Linked DNA regions of Danio rerio: regions 1 and 3 are each linked to region 2. The links are chromatin contacts, called in public HiCAR-type maps. All regions are on one chromosome and are shown on one strand. Each heading gives the region's core, a stretch centred on a gene start, on an enhancer-like site or on the middle of the called end of the contact. The rest is flanking DNA. Distances are from core to core; before and after follow the strand shown.

Region 1 (2,760 bases), core at 172-2,671, 210 kb after region 2:
AGAGCAAAGCAGACAGCAAATTGGGATAATGCAAGTTTGCATACTCCTGGTATGGTAACAGTGGCTGAATCCTGTCACTGAAAACAACCAAGTAGTTTATTCTTTTAAGGTTTAAATCTTCTGAGCGTATCTAAGTTTTGTTGCACGGTTGTGCTGCATTCATTTGTTTATTAGCAGCTGTTAATTAAGTTACAGGTTTGATAGTGATTAGAACTTGAAGTGGCAATGAGTCTTAAAATATTCTAAGATAGTCTTTCAAAAGTCTTAGGTATTGAAATTTCCTTTAGGATTCCTGCATATACCCTGTGTTATGATCAGGAGGAAGAAGAAACTGGTCCATGTAACAGTTACTGAGAAATAGCCTGTCAAAGTCTGACAAAGTCCCATACATAAAAGTTTCTGCTGTCCCTTCCTTGTATAGCAAATGGCCGATAAGTCCCTCATTGGAACATAGGTTATTGTTTCAAAAATCATAAAATTCACAGGAACAAACATAGCACTAGGTTGGCTACACTGTGGTATTGTTGTGAAAATTAAGTCTAACACTTTATTCTGCGCAGCCGAATCTCCATCTGTCAGAGATCATCATCTTCTAGTCATGATAAGTCCTGTGATCCACCATGCTCTCCTAGTGTCTGAAGGTAAAGGTGCGTTGACATTTTACCGGATCCGGCACTTCATATTTTGTGATGTACCATATCGACGTTGATGCATCAAGTAAAAAATCTGAAGCCAACAGGATTCATTTATTTAACTCTGAGTCGACTATTTCGTTAAAGAATCAATAGCTTTTCAGATATAAACCTGGATGTTTTCATTTAATTTGTGCTGTTACAAAATACATGGATGGTCATTTTTAAAAACCAATAATAGGGGCTTAAAGGAATGTGTCACTCTTGTATATATATATATATATATATATATATATATATATATATATATATATATATATATATATATATATATATATATATATATATATATATATATATGTATTTTTTATTCAGTCCTTAATGTCACACCAGTGCATGTAACAGTGAAATACTGCAATAAAGAAATAAAACCATGAAAACCATAGAGTCATCCCTGATCCTAAATTAAACAATTTAAATTAGTTCATCATTGCATAACACAGTGTGAGAAGACCATGCTATTAACACAGTTAATCCAACTGAGTGTTGAATGGAGTGTAATGGACGACTAAGGAATCGTGGGGGAGTCCTGAAGTGCCAGTGTGACTCATTCCCTGCACCCTTTGCTTCTGAGGTACAGCTCCCATCTTTTCCCAAAGGCCATCACCCACTCACTGTCTGGGAAAGCGAACCAGCGCACAAACCCCCAGAGGTAACTCCACACTCTCTCACACACATTCAAGTGTGTTGAAGTCCGCAGGTATTGTGTGCCTCCCACGCAGCCAAGCTGTGAGTCATATCGGCGGCCAATGACAGAGCGGGGAATTTATGATGCAAGCAAGCATGCTGACTCAGCCATGCAAATGTGTGCGTGCTCAGAGAATACAGCTGCGTTACTCATGAGGCTCAAGTATATACATATACACCCCTACATAAACACTACTGTAAATACGCCTCCACAGTAGAAGCACATTTTCCCATTACAAGTCCACAAATACACACACACACACACACACAATATACTGGTATTGCTGTTACTCCAAAGATTTTCTATTTCTACAAAAAGAACAGAAAATAAAATAAGTGACATAAAATAACTGAGTTATTTAATTTATTTATTTATTTTTTTGATTACCACTCTCATTTCTAAGCCTTCAGAAGATATGTTGGTGGGACCATGGTATATTTATGCTATATGGTAACACCATAACACAAGTGTGCACTGTGACTATGTTAATTAAAATATTAATTTACCATAGTATTACTAAATGTGTAAATTTATATTGTGTAAATATATATATATATATATATATATATATATATATATATATATATATATATATATATATATATATATATATATATATATATATATATATATATTTTTTTTTTTTTTAATAGATGTATTAAACCTTTCCCAGTATTTATTTATTTTTTTAAGTTGCCAGACACAGCCAGAATTGTGGATGCTTTTCATTTGACATACATCAAATGAGCAATATCACACTCGTATACTCGTAAAAAAATGCTTTTCTTACTTAGATTTTTTGTCTTGTTTCTAGTCCAAATATATACAAATTCTTAAACCAAGAAGCATTTTCTAGACAAGCAAAACATATTGTCTTGATTTAAGAAATAATATGCCAAAATGAAGTGAGTTTTTCCTCAAATCAAGCTAAATAATCTGCCAATGGGGTAAGCATTTGTGATAAGATTATTTTGTGATGAGATTATTTTGCTTACCCGATTGGCAGATTATGCAATATTTTGCGATATGGCTGTATATCAGCAATGCCTTAGTGCCCCACCAGTGATGATATACAGCCATATCACACTTCTATGAGTGTGATATTGCTGTTATACAACAGATAAATGGCATAATCATGTATATAAAAAGGAAAATCAAACATGGAACTCTAAAAATTCATTTGTATGAGGAACTACTTACTTTCTGCCATTCATTTACATCTGCAGCTAACGTCAGAACTTCAGAAACCATTGCTACTTCACCAACGTCACTTCAGAGCTAGCGTTTGAATGATTCTTTAGCATAAGGTCTAAAGTAATGACAAAACAGGTGACTTTGCTCAAATTGTAAGACATGCTATCAGTCTAAAGACATTTCCCA
Region 2 (2,700 bases), core at 52-2,551:
TTTCAATTCACTGCACTCTAAGTTTTACCCAACTATAACGACTTCTGCTGCTGAGAAACTCAAAAATGTGAAAACCTAAAGGGTCTATTGGTTTCAGCAAACAGACAGAAACAGACAGACAGATGAACATCGACTGGTAAAGGTTGGTTCAGTTTCTTGTGTAAGACCACAAAGCATAACTAAGAGACATAGGTATTACTTGATTACATTGGTACCTATTTTTTTTAATCCTTCTTATTGTTCTAACGATTTATAAAAAAGTCAACTGGGGTTGATTGCCTAAATTAACAGAAAACCTCAATCTTTGGAGGGTGTAGCACTGATTTATTTGGTTTCTTCTTAAAAGCAATTTTGACAATCTTTTAACTAAAATCTATAACCAAGTCCAATTGTACATGGCCAAACTCCATCTAATAAGCAAACACTTTAAAGTAACTGATGAAACAGCAATATCTGAAGAAACAAGCAGATCTGAGAAATCATTCAACTAGACTTCTTTGTTCAGCAATAACAGTGACAAGACTAAGTTACGTTTTAGGTTTTATTAAGCATCAAACATCGTAGAGTCAGAGATGAATAGTTCATTCCAGATACACAAATCTTACAGAGTTTCTTAGCATGGAACATTGCAAAACACATTTACAGTCAACTGATGAGGTTGTAGACAATGAGAAAATGTGGATCCCTGACAAAATCTAACGTCGATAAGTTTAAATTGTTTAAGCTGAATTGTTTCTTTCATTTTTTTTTGTTATGGATTTATTATTTATTTTATTATTTATTGGCAGCTTTTACACCAATCTAACACAAAAACTCATTCATCTTAAAACATGTGGTAGTAACTAAATACTATTGTAAATAAAGTTGAAATGCATCACTGCTAGGCTATATACGAGTAATGTGTTCATATAACGTTAACGTTATAATTCATGCTATCGAACTTGTACCATGTGATAACAAAAGAACGGGAGTTTGTTAAACATTTAAGAGTTATAAGGGCTACAACTCTTTTTACATTTAATTACACAGTCTGTATACAAGTGCTGTGTTGTCTCTGTAGGTATGCGCTACGAACACGATTTCAACAACAACGCTAAGAAACGAGCTACTTACCTTACGCTTTGAAGATATGTTTTTGGATGTTTACTGAAATATATTTGACTGGCTTGAAGCGACAGGTATACGCCGATGTCCACAACACAAGAACTGTGGGTGTAAAGTTACAATAAACGTGTTCGCGCTTCTCTTGCTTGCTGTTCCACAACACGTGCCGCTAGACCCGGTGTAGCGGAACAAATACGGCAAGCCGGATGCGCGTTTTGAAAATAGAAAACGACATTTCGTTGGGCTACTGTTCTTGCGTACGGAAGTCTAGCTAGGCCATGCATTAAAATATTACACAATGAATAGCAGACATACTAAAATGGTATAACCAAACAATTACTTGGAGATAAGCATATTAAGTTTAGATGCAAAAATCTATAAATGCCGTTTGATATTTTATTCTAAAAGTTGCATTTTTTTCTCACTTATTGATCACTTTTCTGTTTAGTGATTTATAAGTTCTTATCAATCACTGCCTTTAAAATAAAATAACTGACGAGCAGATTTAGTGATTTGGGGGCCCTAAGCAATTCTAGCCATGGCCCAAAAGTTTGTACTTTAATTGAGTATTAATTGATTTATTTTGCTGTATTTTTTCTTACATCACTCAATCTCCTTTTCTATATTTTTTCTTGATGCAAAACAAGAAAAAATACATATAAAGCATCTTGTAAAACGTTTTACATTATTTGTTTCTCAAAATGAATTTGCAACTAAAATAATATATAACTTTTTAATAGTTTAATTACATTTTTGGGCAATTCTTTAACTATGGGCACTTTTAACCTTGTGAAGTTGAGTAAAAAAAGCATAGCCTCATAAGTTTTTACAATTTGTCTAGTTTTAAGATCTGTAAGAGGACAAACTTATAAGAAGAGAAATTGTTCATATTTAACTTTTTTTTTTCCCATTGTGAAGATATGTCATTTCCTCCACATCTCAATATACAGCTTATTTCAAATTGAAATAAATTATGGCAGTCAAACATTGTCCAAGATCATTTTTTTAAAAAATCTAGTTTAACCAATCTTGCCACAATGTATACAATAATTCTAAATTTGTTAATGAAATAAATTAGTCCGTTAGGACCAAATGCCGAATTGTTCACCTGTCACACTCTAAATTTTTAATTTGGTTAAGAGCTTTTTTAGAAAATAAATAAACTGAATTTGTATATTAAATAGAGCATGAACTCAAACATTGTAAATATGCTTTTAATGTGTGATCAGAACTTTTTAATTAATTAAAAAAAAATTTTTAAATGTGTGTCGTAATGGAAATTACAGGGTGGTGGTGGAAATGACAATGAATCAATGTTAATGTAGAGAAACAGTGGATATTTATTAGAAAATTATTGAACTCTTAAGCTCACTCTTATTAAACTCAATTATACAACAAAATGACTAAGCATGACCACACATGTTTTTGCATGTGTAAGGCTGAGATTGATCTAAAAAAACTGATTTGTCTAACAGATGAACAGCAGCAGAACATTCTGTGAATAACCTATTATTATTACAATATATAAATATATAAAATAAAAGTACACATCTACAGGAGTTGGACATTAAAACTGAACGGCCTGGTTTTAAAGCA
Region 3 (2,700 bases), core at 106-2,605, 160 kb after region 2:
TCCATATTATGTTCATAAGAAATGTACACTTTATTATATAAATGCAGACTGGTATTGCACAGCTTACAGTGTAAAGAAATGTGTGGGCATTCATTTTGTTCTGGCAGTCTGTTGTATCCATTTGCACATTTAATGCCATCGGAAGTTTTTTTTTTTTTTTTTTTCCTGTTTTTTCACAGTCTTTTTCTTTAAAATGGTAAATATGCCATTTACATAAGAGACAAGATTATGACCTGCTTTCTGTCCATTTTCTGTTGATGTGCATTAGATAAGAGCACCAAACTAAAAGAGGTCAACCTAAAAGTACCTGTCTGAAACGAGTTGGGAATATTGATAATTGTGCACATCCTCTTGGTAAAGCCTTTTAAAATGGCCTGAAATGGAAGTTGCAATAGTCTTTTTTCCCCTAACTGATGTTTGCTAAGACATAAAATTATACAAAATTGAAACTGTGAGGAAAATAATTACAGGTACCACTTTAGAATAATGGTCCATTACTTAATGTTAATGCATTTACTAACATTAACTAAGTGTGAATGTAAGGTATTTTTTAATCATAGTTCAAAATAAGTTTTCCGGTGATGGGTTGTTGCTGGAAGGGCATCCGCTGCGTAAAACATGTGCTAGATAAATTGGCAGTTCATTTCCCTGTGGCAACCCCAGATTAATAAAGGGACTAAGCTGAAAAGAAAATGAATGAATAAATAAATGAGTTCAAAATTAACTAATGCACAGTGAGTTAACATGAACAAACTTGTTTAACTTATCATTCACCTGTTAGCAAATCTTACTATTTTTGTTCATGTTAGTAAATCAATATATTTCAACATGAAACAGTTTTTTGAACAAGAAAAAATAATAAAGGAAACATTTTGTTTATGGGGAATCGATTAAATAGGATCATCTTTTGCTGAAGTGAGTGGAAGGTTGAACCCACCATCACGCCATTTAAAGTCAGCAGAGCAGAGATAAGATTTAAGAGGGAAAGGAAGTTATTTTAATAAATAATTATAGGCTAAGAGCACGTGGAGTTTGTGAACTGATAAATAATTCATAATAGGCTACTTCATTCCAAATGTACAACAAAACCTGTCTATTTTGTTAAATTAGCTTTTGCGAGGTCATTTTAAACAACAAGCAGCACTCTTCAGTTTTGTTTTAGTTGGTGTGATTGCTGAAGAGTTTCTTTGCCAGTGCCCATAAAACCGAAGGCCATGTGAGTAATTGGCTAGTGACGTCTGTGATGACAGGGATAACCAATGAGAGCTTAGGAGAGGCGGAGTTGACGTCGCTCCGCCCCTCTCGCTGCTTGTCTTTATGTATGTGTGTGTGTGTGTAATCCCTGTATTGACCCAGAAAGCGCTCAGCGGCAGCCGCTTGTTCAGACCAGAGTACAGTCACTGGAGATACCTGCGCTGCTTTAAAGAGACTGACTGCACGAAACAGCATCTTTACGAGGACAGGATTATTTGACGGTATGTGTGTTATATTTTGTGGTCACTGTAGTAACTTAAAAACTTGGACCTTTTGTTCTTTTGTCAATGTAGTTTATGTAATCAGCACGTCTTAACTACATTTAAATAGCTGTATTCCTGGACATATGGCTGGAGAGGCTTAGCTTTTTGGCTTTTAAGTGATATTAAAACTCTTTAGGAATATGTTAAATATGTTCTCTATTATTACTTTTGTTCTTAACAGAAAACAATTCTTAGTATAATCTACATGACAATATATAAGTAAGAATTGAGCAATTGATTGATACTTTATTGTCAGTGTATAATATAAAATTTAATATTTGCAGTATTGTTACGCATTAGTTTCAAGTGAACATTAACACATATCAAAGAAATTGCTTCAACTTTTCTCTAAATAAACAGTAAATTTAGTTGACATGTTAATGAAAGTTTTACTGTGTTCAGACAACGATTGTTAAAGTCTGCAGCCCATGTTTCATTTAAATACTGATTTTATCTTCTTACATAGAAGACGAGAAATTCTTTGTTTTATGTAGACAGAGGTGAGGCTAGACCCCAGACGACAGTATCCTTTATCTCCCATTTCTATCCCTATTGATCACATAGGCAGACATAACTCTGCACTTCCAAAAAAAAAATAAATAAATAAATAAAACAAAACGTGTCATTCTTAGGCATATGCTATGATGCATTATTGATTTAAGAAATAAAAGACAAACATCTCTAGACAAAGCTATGAAAAGGGACTGTTCTTTTAGAAAACTAACAAAAACAGGAAAATTCTGTTCCATGTCATCAGCTGTATGATTTTGGGAAAGAAAACAGTGTTATGGCTTTATATTTACCTTTGCTAGAAATCATCTGATGTACAGTATGCCTACATCTGAACACTTTGTTGTTATTGCATTGCACCTTCTAATGTATCCTTAATATAAAATACATTTTCAAAACTTTAAACACTGCCTCATCATGTGAGTAGATTAGCCAGTCATTCATTTTGCCATTATCTATTGCTCACATGCATCTGGCTTTGTTTGCTCAACACTTTGTCCACCTCCCTGCCTGTTATTGTTTTGATCCTCTCGGCGACTCCTTGATGCTCCCTACTGCAATATTTCTTGTGCAAAGGGCTCAAGTCTTTGTTTAAGCTTGCAACCACAGTGGGTCATAGGGTGCTTTTAGGGTCAAAACATATGGAACGCTGCAAAAAAAAAAAAAAAAAAAT

Evidence for each region. HiCAR-type assays count read pairs that join an accessible place to other places.
Region 1: a contact with region 2 is called in a HiCAR-type map of caudal fin, with 10 times the contacts expected there. The contact joins the enhancer-like site here to the promoter of ctps1a in region 2. A contact is called at or near these places in 8 of 18 Hi-C or Micro-C datasets (caudal fin, embryo, hematopoietic stem cells and 1 more) and 3 of 4 datasets of contacts at active chromatin or transcription factors (caudal fin, embryo and gastrula embryo).
Region 3: a HiCAR-type map of caudal fin shows a contact between it and region 2, with 4 times the contacts expected there. The contact joins the promoter of cited4a here to the promoter of ctps1a in region 2. A contact is called at or near these places in 2 of 18 Hi-C or Micro-C datasets (caudal fin and hematopoietic stem cells) and 3 of 4 datasets of contacts at active chromatin or transcription factors (caudal fin, embryo and gastrula embryo).

What each region holds. Positions count from the first base shown.
Region 1 is chr19:16,963,897-16,966,656 of GRCz12tu, reverse strand. No RefSeq gene overlaps it. Among named protein-coding and RNA genes, the nearest start is that of cited4a, 49 kb to the left of the region's middle. Within about 2 kb of position 1,421, at least 49 of the 62 cell types and tissues checked have an H3K27ac peak or open chromatin away from gene starts, as enhancers often do. A contact at or near this core is called in caudal fin, where this site is marked.
Region 2 is chr19:17,173,974-17,176,673 of GRCz12tu, reverse strand. It overlaps ctps1a (CTP synthase 1a), which reads right to left and starts at 1,301. Exons shown (of 19, transcript NM_199211.2): 1 at 1,114-1,301.
Region 3 is chr19:17,012,917-17,015,616 of GRCz12tu, reverse strand. cited4a (Cbp/p300-interacting transactivator, with Glu/Asp-rich carboxy-terminal domain, 4a) reads left to right here and starts at 1,355. Exons shown (of 2, transcript NM_001044982.2): 1 at 1,355-1,475.